5 separate regions of the Rattus norvegicus genome follow, and regions 1, 3, 4 and 5 are each linked to region 2. The links are chromatin contacts, called in public Hi-C maps. All regions are on one chromosome and are shown on one strand. The core of a region is the stretch at or near the end of the contact, and the rest is flanking DNA. Distances in the headings are between cores, read along the strand shown. Region 1 overlaps LOC102555869 (a long non-coding RNA gene). Region 2 has its middle 170 kb from the start of Gadd45g. Region 3 has its middle 27 kb from the start of Gadd45g. Region 4 has its middle 260 kb from the start of Diras2. Region 5 has its middle 290 kb from the start of Diras2.

Evidence for each region. Hi-C and Micro-C count contacts between places; a contact is called where the count stands out from the background.
Region 1: a Hi-C map of liver shows a contact between it and region 2, with 9 times the contacts expected there. The contact joins two enhancer-like sites. A contact is called at or near these places in 4 of 12 Hi-C or Micro-C datasets (hepatocytes, kidney and liver).
Region 3: a Hi-C map of liver shows a contact between it and region 2, with 6 times the contacts expected there. The contact joins two enhancer-like sites. A contact is called at or near these places in 2 of 12 Hi-C or Micro-C datasets (both in liver).
Region 4: a contact with region 2 is called in a Hi-C map of liver, with 14 times the contacts expected there. The contact joins two enhancer-like sites. A contact is called at or near these places in 3 of 12 Hi-C or Micro-C datasets (kidney and liver).
Region 5: a Hi-C map of liver shows a contact between it and region 2, with 4 times the contacts expected there. The contact joins two enhancer-like sites. A contact is called at or near these places in 3 of 12 Hi-C or Micro-C datasets (kidney and liver).

Annotation. Positions count from the first base shown.
Region 1 is chr17:13,230,528-13,234,048 of GRCr8, forward strand. LOC102555869 (a long non-coding RNA gene) reads right to left here. Exons shown (of 4, transcript XR_010059393.1): 2 at 1,460-3,521. Among named protein-coding and RNA genes, the nearest start is that of Gadd45g, 300 kb to the right of the region's middle. Within about 2 kb of position 1,349, at least 6 of the 93 cell types and tissues checked have an H3K27ac peak or open chromatin away from gene starts, as enhancers often do. A contact at or near this core is called in liver, where this site is marked.
Region 2 is chr17:13,361,385-13,365,105 of GRCr8, forward strand. No RefSeq gene overlaps it. Among named protein-coding and RNA genes, the nearest start is that of Gadd45g, 170 kb to the right of the region's middle. Within about 2 kb of position 2,212, at least 9 of the 93 cell types and tissues checked have an H3K27ac peak or open chromatin away from gene starts, as enhancers often do. A contact at or near this core is called in liver, where this site is marked.
Region 3 is chr17:13,501,440-13,505,021 of GRCr8, forward strand. No RefSeq gene overlaps it. Among named protein-coding and RNA genes, the nearest start is that of Gadd45g, 27 kb to the right of the region's middle. Within about 2 kb of position 2,257, at least 14 of the 93 cell types and tissues checked have an H3K27ac peak or open chromatin away from gene starts, as enhancers often do. A contact at or near this core is called in liver, where this site is marked.
Region 4 is chr17:13,163,535-13,167,138 of GRCr8, forward strand. No RefSeq gene overlaps it. Among named protein-coding and RNA genes, the nearest start is that of Diras2, 260 kb to the left of the region's middle. Within about 2 kb of position 1,712, at least 17 of the 93 cell types and tissues checked have an H3K27ac peak or open chromatin away from gene starts, as enhancers often do. A contact at or near this core is called in liver, where this site is marked.
Region 5 is chr17:13,198,366-13,201,997 of GRCr8, forward strand. No RefSeq gene overlaps it. Among named protein-coding and RNA genes, the nearest start is that of Diras2, 290 kb to the left of the region's middle. Within about 2 kb of position 1,881, at least 10 of the 93 cell types and tissues checked have an H3K27ac peak or open chromatin away from gene starts, as enhancers often do. A contact at or near this core is called in liver, where this site is marked.

The DNA.
Region 1 (3,521 bases), core at 99-2,598, 130 kb before region 2:
ACAAACCCTTCCAAGAACGTGAGTCCTTTCTGCGTTTATCCAGGGCTGGATCTCTCGTGCCTGGAAGAAAGAGCCCCAAATCCCATTCAGGCATCTTTCTTTTCCTTTAGGTATTTAAGCTTGTCCCAAAGACACACAGTCCAGGCTTCTCAGGATCTCCACTGTGGACCTGTAACTAGTGCCCCAGAGGCTTCGGCCCACCCCAATCCTTGCAAACACGTGCAGAGATGGACACTCCCATTCATCTGAGGCTTAGTCTAGGTCTGTAATTTCAATTTCCTGAAGAAGGAAAGAGGCCATGAGACCCTCAGTCTACCCTCTTGTGCATAGCTAAGGTCTACACCCATCCGATTAGCAGCCCAGCCATGCACTCTTCGGTGTGAGAGCCCTGTCAGCCAAGGGAGATGGAGCCTGAGAGGCTCTTTCTCTCAGCCAATTGAACTCCGAGACCCCTGCAGCTGCAGGTCCTGAGACATAGGACTCTTTAGCTCCATACCATGAATCTAGGGGTTTGTCGCTCTCCACTGACCCATCTCCCAAGGCCCCTGTAGTCTTGTACAAATCTCTGAAAGTTTGTGCCTGAGCCTGAAGGAGGCTGAGTAGTTCTGCCTGGACCTTGCAACTTGTTTTATTTCCAGTGCCGGGGATTGAACTCAGGACCTCATGCAGGTGCTCTAAGGCCATCCTCAGCACCTAAGAGCCACAGATGTAAAGGACAGAGGGACCCTGGGTAGAGCACAGCATCCCAGGTCATCATTTCCCTCTGGCTTCTGTTACTCTGACATCTGTACTTCTGGGTCTGACTCTCACCCTCATTATTTGGAGACCCAGCTTCCCCACATTTCCTCCAAGTCTCTCTGTAAGAGGAATGAACAGCACAAATCAGTAGGCCCACAGTGATAGGTCAGGAGATTGTGTGTCAGGTCTGCAAACAGTTTACTGATTTACATTCTGGGGTCTTTCAGGTCTCCTCTGAACACGTGTCGCTTTCACTTTGAGAAAGAAAACTGTACAGCCCGGCACCACTCAAGTTAAACCTTGTTAGGAAGCCCCAAGAGTACTCTAGGAGTGTGGGTCTTAAAGCCCCAAAGCCGGTGGAAGAACATGGGCTTCGAGCCAACAAAAATAGTACATTTTGCTATTTTAAGTCTTTCCCCCTTCTTCAGTATAGTGATGAGTGGTACTCAGATGAAGTTTTTGTTTACCAAAAGTTCCTCCCAGAATAGAAACTGCCCGCAATATTTTTCTTGGGGAGGACATTTAGTCGGCCATGGTGTTTAGAGCTAATGCTGCCTGTTCTACAAAGTAGAGCCTGGTGTCACCTCTGGACTCTGCCAGAGGAGGCAAGGACTTGGTTCCTAACCAACCTTGGGACTTTCAGCTCTCAGCTCTCTAGAATGCTTCAGTACCGCCTGGTCTAAGCGGGTGTTTTGTTTCTTTGGTTTGATTTGTTACTTACAGCTTGGGCAAACCGTCCGACTTCTTCCCTCCATGCTAGCAGAAGCCAGCAGAATGAGAATTACGACAGGGTCCCATGGCGAGGATAGAATTTCCAACAAGCCAGTCTTTGAGGAGGGTGACCCATCTAGAGATGACAAATGGTCAGTCCCAAAGGCAGCAGCTGGCCCCACTGTAAATCCAGGTTCAGGGTCCTTTAAAACACACACCTGTTGCAGGGGAGTCCCTGCAGCAAGCCCACAGCTGTGGGTGGCGTTTGCAGCCCGCCTATGTCAACACGCACGGTGGGGCTGGTCAAAGGGCTGCGTGCCTGCGTGCGAATCTGAGGACGAACGTGTTTTATGACAGCATCTGCTGCCCAGCAGAAAAACACTCCTTGTGATTTAATAGGATCGCTGCGAATCATAACAGCAAAACATTCATTTGGCAGAACCCACAGACTCTTACCCAGCTCTTGCCAGGTTTCTATGGTGATGATGTGCATTGTAAGTGCAGAACAAGCACTGATTCACGGTGTCCAGCAGAGGCGACAGTCTCCTCCACCCTCCTGCGTGCTTGCCACAGGCTGCAGTGGCTTCGATGCTAAAAGTGTACCCTGGAGTAAGATCTAGTCCCTTTGCATTCTCCATCCCCCGGAGAGGAGCAGATCATGCATGCAGATCAAAGCAAACAGAGATGCTAGCAGGGCATTGGGCTGGACCAAATAAATGGTACCATCTATCTGTTCAGCTGCCGCTGGTCTACGCTCACTGTTCTTATCCTTGCCCTTCTTATTAACGTTGTTGGGGAAGCATACCGAAGCTCATGGGTGGAGATCATAGGACAACCTCCGCTGGTCCTATTAAACCACACAGGGCCTTTTTGTCTGAGACACTCTTATTGTTCCCTGCTGCACATTCCAAGGCTAGCCGGCCCTCAAGCCTCTGTGGATTCTTGTCTTAGTTTCCCATCTCACCGTAAGAATGCTGGGCTCGCAGATGTGTGTGCTACCATGGTCATCTGGCCCCACCGAGGCACCTTCCAGTCCTGTTAGCATTTTTGCAAGGTTAATTTCCAGATGGAAAGCTGTACTAAGGAATTTGTTCTACAAGGGAATTTCAGACCCATTTCTATGTACGTTGTGATCCAGTCTAGGACAACCTTGCAAACAGGGTTAACAAATCCCTGCCAAGATCTGGTGTGAAACCATTCAGGTCTCATCTGCCACTTGCAAAATCCTGGGAAACCGGCTATTTTGTCTAGAAGAAGCAAGTGCTGGGCCAGCAGCAGACCCTGGTTAACAGCTCTGTTTTGGACACTATATGGCATCCCAGCCACGTGATGGGTTCTTAGCTTTGCTTCCAGGGCTTCCGTTGTGCGACAGCTACTATGGATTCTTCTTCTCTGTCACAGATGGGTCCTGTATAGCTTCCGGGTCATCCCCGGCCTCTGAAACATCCCTGGATACCTTTGAAATATCTAATCACCAACATGACTTTATTAATAATAACACTAAAAGACCCATTTTTTATTTTTAAAAAAAATGAAGTTCCTCTCTCTCTCCCTTATGCATTCTTAGCTCATCAGGGAAAAATGATTTTTAAACTGTTTATAAGCCATGCGGTTTACTTTGGCAGAGCTGTGTCTCAGAGCAGAGCTGGGCTGGTCACCCTGGGAAGACAGTCAGGCTGCTGAGGGTCTGAGGGAAACAGCGATCTGCGCCAGGCAGGGACATTTCCAGGCAAGGGGACTCTTGGACAGGACAGTGTTTGATCTCAGAAGGTCAGCCTTCATACGCACAGGCAGAGGGCAGGCTGACGTTACTCCCAGGTTTGAGCAAGGGCCTTCTAGGAAGCTGATCTGTTGTTTTGGGCAGGGACAACGGATCTTGATGTGCGTTGGGGGTAGGGTTTCCTGCTGCTGGGTTCTGACAGTTCCTGATATTTACACAAACGGGTCTTCAAATATTGGCCAACCTTAGCGTGAAGAGTGGATTTCAACCCCGCGGTGTCTGGAGCGATACAAAGTTGGGCAGAAGGCAGTCTCCACACTGTGGCAATCACAGAAACTTGCTCTCTGCCCTT
Region 2 (3,721 bases), core at 962-3,461:
GGTTGACCTCTAGCTTTGTCAGTGCACACAAGTGTATACAGACACACACACACACACACACACACACACACACACATGTATACATACACCTGTGAACCCACAACAAACAAACAAAGTAGTAAAATTTTAAAAAAAGAAAAGTGGAGAAGGGCTGGAGAGATGGCTCAGTGGTTAAGAGCCCTGACTGCTCTTCCAGAGGTCCTGAGTTCAGATCCCAGCAACCACATGGTGGCTCACAACCATCTGTAATGGGATCTGATGCTCTCCATGGGTGTGTCTGAGACAGTGACAGTGTACTCACATACATTAAATAAATAAATAAATAAATCTTTTGGGGGGAAAATGGAGAAAGTACCACACTCCATGATTGGACACGGCTGCACAGACACCAGAGGCACTGGCTGCATGGGCGGTCAGCTAAAAGGCGGACACTTTACAAGATGCCTTTGTTTCAGATGCCAGATCTGAACTCAGGCCTCCTCAGGCCATCTGCACTTGTGACAAGCTGGCTGCAAAGTCGAGTTCTCACACTGTCCCCAGCTTGGTCATTTGCTGGAATGACGCAAAACACTGGGAGCACCGAGCCACTCTCGTACATAGTCTGTCCTGCAAGGTACAATCCAAATGAAGTCTCAGAGTCTCAGAGTCTCAAATAAGAAGCTCCTGAGTTCCTGGGATTTGTCACCTTCCTGGCTCATTAATGTACGACCAACCCAGGAAGCTAACCTGAGTGTCGCGTGTCCAATTTCCCCTGGAATCTCATATGAACCTGTGGCTGACTGGATCAATGGCTATGCCGAACGTAATCTCCACACCCCCCCCTTCTATCCTCTTGCATAATCTGCAAGGGCAGACCACTAACCTCAATGCTCTAACTTTCAACCACAATGTTGGCCATTCTGGCATGACTGGCCCTTTTCTCCTCATCAGAAGCTGACCCTGCCGCTGTGTTTGCGAGCCTCCAGAACCATAAGCCAATATCAACCTTTTCACTTACAAATTGCCCAGCCTGGAGTGTTGTCTAACAGCACCAGAAAATTGACTAAGGGGATAGAGAACCAATGACTGTTCAGTTCTGCGCACACGCACGCGTGCACACACACACACACACACACACACACACACACACACACACACAATCACTCACAGAAGAGGCCCAATGGGAACTGAGCTGAAGGTGTAACTCCACTAGACGAGAATTCTAACCCTTCCAGTAACTCATATTGAAACAGAAACTCAGATCAGCCAAATGTCTCTGGCCCTCACTTTTCTTATCCATCAAATACACTTAGGAAGAATGTCTGTGCCACTGGGAAGTTGGTGGCATAGAGGTTACGGCCTTCACGATGGGTCAATGACATTCTGCAGGCTTTGTTGCTCAGTCTTCTCTGGACACAAACTTTTTTATTTTCTGATGCAAACTGGGCACGAGTTTAAGGGAACATTGACTCAGAAGCCAGTGACAGGCACCTTTCCCCAGGGACCTGACCCCTTTGGAGCTTCCCATGCTCACCCCGTGCCCCCCAAACCATGATGCAATCATGGGAAACCAAGCGCTTTGCCAGTCACACAACGGTCCCTGCTGCCAGCACTAGGTCACTGAAGCCACGGGATCTGGTTTTCCAAGAAGAGGCCAGCCAGGCAGCAGGGGCAAACACTAGGAATGGAAACAGGCAGAAGCTTGTCAGTGTTTTCACACAGGAGAGACAAGGCTGCAAGGCTTGGGGTGCCAAGCTAAACAGACACACAAGCAACCTGCTCCTGCATGCTCCCGACACTTTAGCCCGGCTCAAGGGGGAGAGAGGAGAGAGAGAGAGAGAGAGAGAGAGAGAGAGAGAGAGAGAGAGAGAGAGAGAGAGAGAAATGAATTTCTATCATTCCCTTAGCCTCAGTCCACTTAAGGCCTCGGCTGCAGAGGCATTTCAGGACAGCGCAGCCTCGGGGCAAGGGAGACGTCAGGCAGGGCTGGGGTGGAAGAGTGGGAAAGGGAGAAAGCAAGCATTAATCCGCTAAGAAGCAGGGTAGTCACATCCTTGCTCTTCTTGGATCATCTTTTTTCAAAACCTAAAAACAATGCAATGCAAACCCCAGGGTTGCTACTGCTGCAGACGCCTGTGTTTGATTTCCACCGCTTCTCTAAGGGAACATCAAAGCGCTGACACTGACCTTGCTATTCCTCCTGGGATAGGGTGAGCACCACACACATCCAGGCACACAGCCAGCCACGATTGAAAACAGCATCTCGCTGTCTGCTCCTGCCTACTCCTTCATCCTGCGCTCCTAGGGACTCTACACCCAGAAGGGCATCCAGGACACTCTTCCGGCCTCACAAGCGTACCCCTCCTGCAGTCCCGGCTCTTTGGAGCAAAGCGGCTTCGGCTTCGTGACAGATTGAAAGCGGCACATGAAACGGCCCCTTCAAAGGGAGAGGGTGTCTCTAACGAGCTTTTGAAAGACGCACGGCCTCACCCCACAGAAGGAAGCAGCGGCCACCCAGGCTCTGCAGACGGGCTCTGCACTCAGAGCCACGTTCCCTGAGCTGCTGTTGTAGCAGGAATTCTCAGAAGCGTATCCATCTACCTACCATCCTCCTCAGAGTCCACAGAGGGCAGGAACGGCTGCTACGGGAACTGGGCGCACTTTGGCTCCAGCTCCATTCTAACTGCCACCTTTCAGCTCGGTATCTCTGGGTGTGATCTCATTATAGGTGTGTGTGTGTGTGTGTGTGTGTGTGTGTGTGTGTGTGTGTGTGTGTACAAACACTGTACACTTACGTACACGTGCATGTGGAGGCCCAAAGTGTCCTTCCTCCAGCATCGTCTACCCTGATATTTGAGACAAAGTCTTCGTGTTGTTTTTTGTTTGTTTGTCACATTGACATGAACTACAGTCCTCTGGGCAGGGAGCCTCACCTGAGACGTTGCCTGCCATGGGCTGACCCATGGGCATCAAGCCAGTGGCAGCATTCCCTTGCAGTCGCTGCCTCAAGGCCTTGCCTTGAACTCCTGTTTTGGCTTCCCTGGATGATAGTCTCTACCCTGCAAGCCACATTAAAAAACCCCATCCTCCTCCAAATAGCTTTCAGCCATTGCGTTGTCACAGCAACAGAAACTAAATTACAACGGTCTCTTGCTGGCCTCGACTCACCGAGTAGGCTGCGCTGGTGGACCAGCAAGTTCCAGGAATCGGCTGCCTCTCTTCCTCCCCAATAGTGGGACAGACATAGCAGGTCCTGACACAGCTTGGCTTTCTCAACATGCATTGTAGGGGTTGAATTCAGGCCCTCAATCTCACAAGGAAAGTAATGGTTATATCCCTGGAAACCCCCTGCTATTATCTTCCTGGCCTTATTGTAACTGTGTCTCTTAGGACCTAGGCTGCCCTTAAGCTTGATATGTAACCAAGTATGGCCTTGAACTCCTGATCCTGCTGTCTCTGCCTCCCCTTGGCAGCCACACTGGCAACTCTCATTCACTTGGGAAACCCACCCAGCTGAGTGGTCACCTCAAACCACAGGGAGTGCCAAGCACTTTCACAGCGGCGGAGATGAAAAGGCCTACACCAGATCAAGCATAGCATGCGGTCCAATGGGAGAGCGTGTGCCTAACGAAGATTGTCACAGAGCACTGCCTTGTTCAGAGGCCCATCGCAGAGTTGGCAAAGGGAACCTCTCTTTCCATATTTGGCCAGACCTGCGGTTGACAGAACACATGCTACTATT
Region 3 (3,582 bases), core at 1,007-3,506, 140 kb after region 2:
ACTCTCCCCATTTTACATTTATAGGTGGAAGAATCCAGGGCATTAGATGCTTGCCCAGGTCACAGCTGACCAGGAACTTCTTGGTGCTAGAAGGCTGTGTGGACTGCTCAACTTTGTCTACAGAGAATACCTGCTCATTAAAGATGGCTGGGTGGGTACTTTCCCCTAGGTCATGGGATGAGGTATCTAACATTTGGGGTCAATCTTCCCACCTCAAGTTTAGAAACTCACTCACAGGCCCAGGTTTGTGTCCATGGTGATTCTAGACCCTGTCACCCTGGCAACATTAACCACCATAGTGTCGTTGCAAAGGGCCTCTTATCCTTCCCCGTGTGCTCTATGCTGAAGGGAGACCCTTCCAAGGCACCTTCACCTGCTTGGAGGCCTCCCACGGAGCAAGCGAACCATGGAAACACAAAGGAGCTACTTCTCATGACTGTGACCTGAACTTTGTTTTTAGGTCAGATGGTGCCTCTGAGGAAACCACTAGGGTCAAACAGACCAGGACGTGGACAAAGCTGCCTTCCTGCAGTCTTGAATATGAGATGGGATTGTGGAGCACAAGAGGCTTCTACTATGGCATTGATCTCCCCTCAGTCCCTGGGACTCCACTTCAGACAGGAACTCTCTTTGAAGGCTTGGAGACAAAGACCCTATGCAGGGACTAACCTGGCTTTCCTGAACCATCAGGGCATCTGAATATAGCACAACCAGGCTGGAAGCAAGGGCCTCCCTTCTCCTCACTCCCCATGCCCATCCATAGTCTGATGCTCAATCCTCGCCATCCACTTGACTGAATGTCACCATGGAGACAAACCCCCAGGCATGTACTTGGATTTTCTTGGTTTGCTTTACTCAGACGGGAAGACTCATCTTCCTCCTTTTTGAAGCCATGCAGTATTCCATAAAGGCCTGCCTGCTGGCTTCCAGTATCCTCCCCTGCCCAGACCAGCCAGGGGCCTGGCCTACCACTGTCTGTGCACAAAGCTGCAATGGACATCCTGTGGGTGCCTGGCATGGGAACCACTGAATCAGCACATCTGCTCTGATGAGCACCCCGGGGTTCACGTCTGCTGTCCCTCTGGCCCCAGCAGTAATGTCAGAAGGTGACAACTTCCATAAACTGACCTCCTGGGGTTGTCAATCTTCAAACACTGTACCCTTGTAACACATGGAAACTCCCAGTAGGGACTTTCATCTCCGTGTACCTGACTCCCCTCACCTGAGCTGCACTCCATGGGACCTTGGCCTCTGCCTCTGTTTGTATAATCTTTGCCTCTGTTTCTTTCTGTTTTGCATCCCTTTATTGCAAACAGTTATATTGTTGTCCTAATCATTGGTGCTTCACAGGGAAGGCGGACCTCCTTCCACTCCCTCCACCCCATCCCCGTTCCCGTTGTTCCTTGGCTACGACACATTGTATCCTATTGCTTTAAGTCTTAAGTAGCATATTTGTTCTTCGCCAGGGTCACTTATCAGTCCCTCCAGATGTTCCTTTCTACTTTCTGGTCTTGGTTAAAGGTCAAATCGTCTTCTCCAAGTCACTTAGCCAAGGCCTAAGATTGCACCTGTAGAAACACACAGCTATTTGGATGCTTTGTTTGTTTGTCTGTTACTTGTCTGTCTGTCTTCCTATGTGTCAATTCCAGCTTCCCTTCCATGGCAGGCAAGCGCTCTCTACCAGGTACCCAAGGCTCTCTGCCCTTCTGGAAGCAGCTGTCTCCCTGGCAAGGCTGCAATCCCATGGCACCTGGCTGCAAACCTGGCCTCTTCCTCCTTCCTCTTCTGGATCCCCATCTCCAGGAAGACTGCCATCTGAGTCCAACGGTTCCTGGGAATGTCTCTCTTATTTTTGGCACGTTGCTGAGTTTTCTGAAAAGAAACTGGCTGTGTTGGCCTGGGGTTGCAGGCCAAAGGTGTCTGAGCACCCCACTGAGCAGTGTTCTCCAATGTTTACGGGAACTGCTGAGGAGTCTCCTGGTGGTCCTGAGATGCTCCCCCGACAAGTGTGTGGGAATCTGGTGAATACTGTCCAGTTGGCCGGGCTGAAGAATCACTCACGGAGATTGATGTCCCTGGGCAGAGCAGATGGCCCAGGCTGGCAAACTAAGGAAGTGTGTCTGCATGGGAAGGAGTTGCCAGAGCCGGCTCCCACTGACCTCTTTGAATGGAAGCTTCCAAGGCTCCTGGGAGCCTCAACTCAAGACTGCACTAGGAGCTAGCTGCCTGAGGCCAATGGGCAAAGCAGGACTTCAGCCAATGCCTGCTGAATTCCAAGTGGGCCAGAGGACACCTAATCAGGTCCAGCGGGGAGGCGAGCTTGGTCTCACCCCGGGGAAAGCCACATGACAAGGAGAGTAACCTCGGGGTGCTATACGCAGTAGGATAGGACCAACCAAAGGCTGCCTTGATAGTGGGATTTCCTGGAGCCCCATTGGAGCAGGTCCAGCATCTGCCAGACCTAGAGAGCCCTACAGGAGACCAGGCCCAGCCCCTCTGGAAGTTGCCCAGACACCGGAGCCCAAAAACATCAGGAGAAAGCTATAGTGTACAACTAAAACCATACCAGTCACCCAGGGCAGGATGGTAACACAACGGTCATCCCCTGTCTCTGAGCAAACAACAAGCATGAGTTTGACACACAGCCTAAGGGACTGCAAGGACTCATGTTGGGATCTCACAGAATGCACAACTTTATCGGCTACATAAGAAACCCCATGTGGGACCTAGGGGAGGTCCTCATGCATGTGACTGACCCATATAGATATCCAGGCTGGTCTTTCTGAGGACACAGAAACAGGCTGGTCTTTCTGACCCACTGTTCATATGACTTCAGACCTCCAGAGAGTCTGTCATGGACAAGAAGGGATCTATAAGGAAAGCTAAAGAGTGTTCAGAGGAAAAGAAAGCTGGATACTGCCCAATGGGACCGCACTGAGCCTTCAACCCTACCCAATCTCCTGTATCTCCCTACCCGCTCCCAGAGTACACTTCAGTCTCTTGGGGTTCTTTGCTCTAGACAGTCTGAAGCATTAACCTTTCCCCAGAATTGAGCCATGTACCACTGGGCTACTAGAGAGGTCAACAGGCAGGCACCATCCTCATCTCTAGGGCACTGGGCAGTCCTTCACCATGACGTCATCTGGGCACATGCTCATGGCATCACGAATGGCTTTGCTGAAAGCCTCTTAGCTTGGGCTGCAGCCAAATATGCCAGAGTGCACGCTGGCAGGCAAGCCCAGTGACCCGGTGGAAAGGGTTACCCACAAGAGCTTCGGCTCTGCTTGAAGCTAAAACAGCACACACCTAAAAACAAGGACAGTTTATCACCATGCTGCACTGAGCTCCAGAGAAAGGACTTACCATTGTTGGGGAATCTACCCGCCATGTAAGGGTGTGAAAATCATGGAGTCCGAAGGCGTGGGATACCTACTCTGCTTTCTCCTCATGCAATAGATTAGTTACCCTTATCCATGTGTCTAGGGTAACTGTGGTAGATTGAGTATGCTTGGGCCAGGGAGTGGCACACTTAGGAGGTGTGGCCTTGTAGTGGGTGTGGCCTTGTTGGAGGAAGTGTATTAC
Region 4 (3,604 bases), core at 462-2,961, 200 kb before region 2:
TCTTGACTTAGAAATCTTCAAAGCAATGGTGCCCTACCACAGGAAAAAAAAAAGAAAAGAAAAAAAGAAAGAAAAGAAACAAAGATCACAAGTAACAGCAAAGTGTGGCTCTAAATCCCTCTCTGAGCCTTCAATTAAAGGAGGAGGCCGTCTGGACGACCGAGCCTACAAGTTCTGCATGAGGTCATGGGAGGAGAGCAAGGCAGAACTCATTTCTGACCGTGTTGAGCAGCCTGCTCCCTGGTGGGAGAATAAATCCCTGCTCCTCAGATGCACTCCCAGAACAGACCCTGTGCACATCCAAAAGACCAGGATCCCACGATGTCAGAAAACTGCTACGGGCCACATCACAGGGTGCCTGTGCCTAGCGGCGCTCACCATCCAATGTGGTCCGATTTCACCTCAGAGTCAGAGATGGGAAGTCAATGAGGCAACTCACAGCTCCGGGGTGAAAGGTGGTTGGTTCTAGATTTGTGAGCATGGTCTAAGTTCCAGATCCTCCTACACCCTTCTTCCCTCCCTCCCCACTTCCTCTCCCTTCCCCCTACCCTCTCTCTTTCTGTGAGAAGGTAGGGTGAGAGGGGGATGGGGATTCTAGGGACTAAACTTAGATCCTCATGCACTTTACTGGCTGAGCCCTTGCCCCATACTGTTCCTAGATTTTTTTTTTTTAATTAAAGGATGAGCGCACATTTTACAGTAGAATGGTATTTCACGAGAGGTGAAAACTTCGTGAAGTGTGCACTTTATACTCTTTCTAGGAAGCTCTGTTGGAACTTAGTCCTTTGGAGAAGAGCAGCTGTAGAAACCTTTGGGCCCAGAGGACTGACGATGTTTATCACCTGGGTCTTTACTGACAAAGATTGTCCTGGACCCCGCCCACTGCAGATCACAGAATTCAGTGGTGGTGGGCCATCTATCGCCAGGTTCTCAGAGAGTCTAGAAGCATGCTCAGGTCTTTCAGGCAGGTTTCCCCATTTGTCTGAAAGCCCCAGTTATAAGACATCACTACACATGTAATTTCCCGCTTCCCACCTCAGTCTGGAGGTGGGAAGTCTGGAGGCTTGTCCCATACCTCCCCGCCAAAACGTCTGGATATCTCCTGGGGTCTCTACTTAGGTAAAGATGTCTTCCTAGGAGACACACACACACACACACACACACACACACACACACCCCTACCTGTACACACTCATACCCTGTGATTTATAGAGCTTAAGAAACTGGAAGAAACATCCTGTTACATAAAGGTTGTGTGAGATATGTCAAAATACAACAGCCTTTTCCCTAAATGAAACCTTCCGGTTCTCTGGGCTTGAAAAGTAAGCAGTTGCTCTTTGTCCAAGATATTGACAACTTGGAACTTGTTCATCCACATTTGAACCTCTGGGGGGCGGTAGACGTTCACAGTTGAAATGATACTGTGGGTTTTGTGAGTGTGTGTGCGTGTGTGTGCGCGCGCGTGCGCGTGCACGCTCCTTAAGGTGTGTGTGCATGCACACACGTCTGCAGTGTCTATGTGTGTGTACCCACACGTGTGTATACATGTGTATTTATGTGCCAGTGCGCAGACAGGTGTGTCCGCAGGGTGATATATGTAGCAGCGTGTGTGACGAATTACAGTTGTCCCTGTGTGTGCTTGTGTGTGGAGCAAAGGCAGGTCAGGTGGTGGGTGGCCTCAGAGCTACAAGCAGCCAGTAAGCTGAACTGACTCAGTTCAGGAGAGCCAGAAAGATCATGGCTTCTAGCCAGCGCCATGCTGGTCAGAGCCAGATGCCTGGCAGTAAGGCAGACTGAACAGCAGAACCCAGGAAAGTGCTCTCCCTGGCTGCCCCTTCCTGCCTTCTATTCTCCTTCTGAAACTGTGGCCTTTCCTCTCTGGAATGCCCTTTTCATCCAGAGATATTGGTGGGGGGGGGGGCGAGGCTGGGTGTCTTCTATATCTTGGGTCACAGATCCTCCAGCTGTTTGCAGAGAGATAGCAGACCCTCAGCTGAGATCTAGTCGGACCACCTACCCTGGGCAGGAACAATGCAATAGCCGCAGCGGGTGGAGCTGTCCCCAAGCGCCTCTGCTGGAGACTGTCTGTGGTGATTACTTTGTTGAGCTTCTTCTGAGAAGACAATGGAAAAATGGGGCTTTAATCCTTTCTCATCTGGGCCATCTGATAAGAATGTCCGGGAAAGGGGTTGAAAAGGAAGTTTGCAGATTGCATTGAGCAGAAGAAAGGGAGGGTCCGGCAGCCCCCGGGTGCTGGCTTCTGTAGGGACCTGTGGAGCCCCTCCTTCATTCTTGTGTAGCATCAGGCTGCACTGCCTACTTGGAGAGCAGGAGGAGAATTAAAGAAGCATGGAGGCTTTGCATTCTAAAGTGTGGGTGTGCCTCTACTGCTGTCCTTGGCAGTGCTGAAGTTTTCCTGCCTTGGCCTCCTTTGCTATGAGAGACCAGCTCAGCTTGTGCTCATTCCCTTTAATGGTCCTGGGAGCTCAGACTGCACCCAGGCTCTGGACAGTGGAGGTGGTCCCACCCAGTCCCACCCAGTGGCCTCTCTTGCTTGCAGGAGTTTCTTGGCAGCCTTAGGCTGCTAGCTGGGACCTAGGGGCCTTGCAGAAGGTGAGGCAAGGTGACCATCCCTAGCCCTGACAGTTGGGTGTCAACACTTGCTGTTTGGGATGGGAACACGGAGAAACTTGCCCCAGGGTGGCCTCTGAGTCCTATTCCTACTCGTTTATTTATCTGGGAGCCAGGGAGACAGCCTGAGCTGGGGCGCACTGTTCCCACAGTGGCCTTTGACCTTGGAACAACCTGTTGCTGCCAGCGTCTGTGTAGCTCAGCCCGAGGGACATGGGAGTATCCCTTTGCAGGCTGGAAAAAGTAGGGGGGGGGGTGTCACCTTGACTGTGCAATGCCTCTTGGTGCTTGGATGCTCCTAGTGAACTTGACCTCTGTCCTTAATTATTTGCGTCATGACGAGACATATCCAGTTTCTTCTCACCCAGCCTCGGCCTACAGTGAGAGCTTCCTGTTTGTTTAAGTGCACGGAACAATTCCTACTAAGCTCCACGTTCTATTTTAAGTGAAAAAGGAGTTTCCTTTGCCAGAAAGGCAGCTCAGCTTCTGTTATCGTCTCCCCAAAGGCTGCCCAAGTCTTAACCAAGGTAGCCAGGAAAGGTTTCTTAAAAGAGTCAGCTGTCTGCAGAAACCATTTTCACGGAGTGACCAGACCTGATCTGGAATATTCCCTTGTGCAATGGGAGAATGTGTTATCTTCCCCCCAAATTGCTATTTCCAAGGATGAGCCATTGTTGAATCGAGACAGTTCTGTTCTTGCTGCTCAGCCTACATGGTTACCAGACCATGCTCCTCCCAACCATGCCTGCTCTAAGGAAGACAGTGGGTGAGTTGTCCTCTGGTATAGGTATACACAGCTGGGATGCATGCAGGCCTCCACATCTTCAGACAAATCATATTATCATATTGACATATAAATGCTGAGTACATGCATGTGTGCTCGCGCACACACGAATGTGCACGACCACACACACACACACACACACACACACACATGCCCGCATACACACACAAATTCTTCCCTTCTTCCTAT
Region 5 (3,632 bases), core at 631-3,130, 160 kb before region 2:
GCCAACACCCTGGCAGCTTACAAGGAAGGCTCAGCCCCATGACCTGACATGTCACTCAAAGAAAATGGTAGCAGTGAAAGGCAGAGAACGGGGTATGTGATCCTGTCAGGAAGAACGAGGAAGTCCTTACTCAAGTCTATCGCCAGGGTCCGGACTGGAAGCTTAGGCATAAATAGAATTCAAGAAGCATGCATAAGTAAACAGCCAGGTCAGGGTGTGGTCCTGCCCAGTATCACCCCATCACTATTTCAGCTCCAGTTCTCCTCAAGATGATCTGGCAAGGGATCGAAACTGTGTGGCCTTTCTTCTTGGGAGGCAAATCCCTCCTCCAATCAACACCAAGCTTCCACCTTTTTTTTTTTTTTTTTTTGCTTCCTGCATGGGATTCTAAGGAAGAGTCCAGTTGTTGGGGCTCCTCTGTTTCAATAGTCTGATACAGCAGGCATTTCTTTCCCGAGCACCCCCTGCCTGATGTAACAGTTACAACTGTTCCCTGTTGGGACTGAGTTCTGATATCACTGAGCCTGGAGCCTGAACTGCATCCTCCCGTAACAATGTATCTTCCCGAGCGGATCACATGACAGGTGACTTGCTTTGCAAACTCTGACTGCGTCATTTTGGGAAGGTCCAGGCCCAGGGTCTGTATGAGTAGCTGCTGCTGAATAAGTTTCTTCGCAAATGCCTGTGTGCATGCACGCAGTTGGCAGATGACACCAAGGACTGCTCTGGGCGAGTGGTATCTTTTGTTCCTGGGATTTGGAGGTTTCCGGGAAGCTAGGACTCAGAGCACTGGGGGTTAGAGGCTCCTGTTGTAGAAGATGCAGCTGAAAATGTATATTAGTCTGTTTCCTGTCGCTGTACCCCAAATTCTGAAGCTTGCAAAAGGAGGCTTAGTTGGCCTTCAATCCTGATACTCGAGTATGTGGTCCTGATGTCTCTGGTGAGGGATTTTTGGCTCCATCTCAACATGATAAGGAAAAAAAAAAAAAAAAAAAAAAAAAAAAACGAGACAAGAGGGAGAGATCACGTGACCAAACCTAAAGCCAGAGGGATTCAAAAGTCAGCTTCCTCTTCACAGCCATTTGTTCCCATGACAACTAATGAGTCCTGAGAGGACAGACAATTCCTTTGGAGGGAAGAACCACCATGAATGTCACCCAATAGGGTTAGCGGTTGTGACGTCACCAGTCATGGCTGCCCCTCTTAAAGGTCCCACAGTCTCAATACCGCCACACTTGGTGGCACCAAGTATCCACCACACGAGTCTTGGTGTAATCATTCAAACCGCATTAAAGCTATGGTAATGGATGAGCAATCTGGAAGGATCCAGGTCCTGTTCAGGTCTATGTTAGTGGTAAAGCTGTTATTTTGAGTGTTTAAAAGAGGTAAAGGAAAACAGGGACAAGAAAAGTCTTGCGGAGCTGTGCCACAGGAACCTCTCAACAGGACATGACAACTGGCAGGCAGGAGCAGAGCTGGCAGGATTGTCCCCATTGTCCAGGCAGGGTACAGCTGGCCTTATGTCAATAGCTAAGCCTTCCTACACATAACAGAGTCCAAGGGGTGCTGTCGTCACACAGCCTTGGCTGCTGGAGCTAGTGGAGCGATTGGAGACTGGCTGCTGGGTAATCCAGCTTCTCATTTCTCACCTGCAGGGAGAACTGGGCCCCTGCACTTACAGCCATGTAGCACTGGTTGGAATAATTCCTTGGAACTGCTTCGAGGCCGACTCACCAGCAGCATGACACTAAGGTCCCACAGGGAAAATGACCTACAGACGGAAGCTTAGAATCTGGGTCTGAGTGAGCAAATACGGCTCACTGGAAGACAGAGACCTGGAATGTGGAACAGGCCAGGCCAGCTGGGGCAGGATGTGGCCAGGAAGCCAACATCAGGGAGGGGAGCCAGATCCTGGCAGGCAACAGGCCCAGCATGGTCCGGGTGCCCTCAGCTCAAGGCAGCAAGACCTCAGAGGAGAACTGTGATACCCAGCTTTGGATGGAACCCCTGGTGTCTTTGTTGGGTGTAAGTAGTGGATGAGGATTCTTGATAAAGACTATATTTTATTGGGAAAAAATTCTTTGCTTTTCTGACAGAACACTCATCAACAATAACAAGGCTACATTTTATCTTGTGGAAGGGAGGCTCCTTCGACTTGGGATTTCCGGTGTGGGCCCACACCTAGTTTATAAGGTGCCAGGGTTCAAACTTCATGAATAGGGAAGCTAAGCAAACTTCCTATCCATTGAACTGCATCCTTAGCCTTTAAAAAAGATGTTTATTTGTTGTTATACATGTGTTGGTATGGATATAATACATCTGTGCATGTGCCCTGGGAGGCCAGAAGAGGGCATGGGATCCCCTGGAGCTGGAGTTACATAGAGAAGAGGACATCTAACTCCTTGGAGCTGGAGTTACATTGAGTAATACAAAGTTGCCAGCCACCCCACAGGGGTGCTAGGAATCAGACTCAGGTCTTCTGCAAAAGCCTACATGTTCATAAAGGCTGAGCCAAATCTCTTTAGTCCTGCCTTACCTCTAGGTTATTTTTAAGCCAGTAATGTTGACTGGCTCCTCCTGCCAAAAATGGGCGGAGACCTGAGAAAGGAAGTTCCCTTTCTCGGGGAGGGAGTTGGTCCTTGTCTATTCTTGTACCAATAGGTAGCTTTGGGCAGGAGAGATAGCTTGAAGCACGGTGTTCCCAGAATACGAGCCTGTCCGCATTGTCCAGTACAAGGAGGGCAAGTCAAGACAGAGCCAGTAAGTCCTCAGTAGGGTGGCAGCCTGTCTCAGGGCAAGGCAGACCGCATGAAGCAACATGGCCTCCACAACCCCAAACAGAGTTGCAATCTAAAAGACATAAACACCACTAGGAGTGGCCCAGGTGAGATGCTTATCTCTCCTCCGCAAACAAACAGCTCACAGTGGCTGACACCCTCCACACTCAGCATCATCGAGGTAGTCCAGCAGGTGGCTGGCGGGAGGGTTCTCAGCCTTCAACTCCCCCAAACAAACCAGTGGCCAGCATGGAAGACCCACTACTGGGAAGCTATCACCTCCTGGGAGAGAAAGATGTGTCTCGGACACCTTCATACCAAGAGAGCCACTGGGGTCACTGCTCTCAGCGGTTCTCATTATTACGACAACAACGACATTGCTGATGATAATAAACATAAAACTAAAACTAAACCCCACAGCCCCACAGCCACTGTTGTAGCCTTGCACAATGACAGCCAGATATTGTTTATCCTCAGTCTCCATAGTCTGGGCGCTTTGCACAAATATTTACTGAGTGTCATAGGGACGTAGATAAAGACTTAATTTCCTACCCTCGAGGGGCCCATGGTCTAATGGGCAGGTGGACTTGTAAACAAACAGTTTCAACACAGTGCCAAGATGTGGAGCAAAACACAGGTGGGGCAGAGTAGGGCACAGGGAGGGACCGCCTGGGTCTGTCTATAGGAGGGTGCATGGGGTTCTAGGGAAAGATAGGAGGTCCTAGGGGCTGTTGTAATATTCCAAGCAGTGGAATAGCACCTGCAGCCAGACTTTTGGCTACTTCGGGGGTTCCTTTGACTCCCACCCTTCTTCACCCCATTCTATCTTTCCAACCCCCCCCAACACCAGGTAGA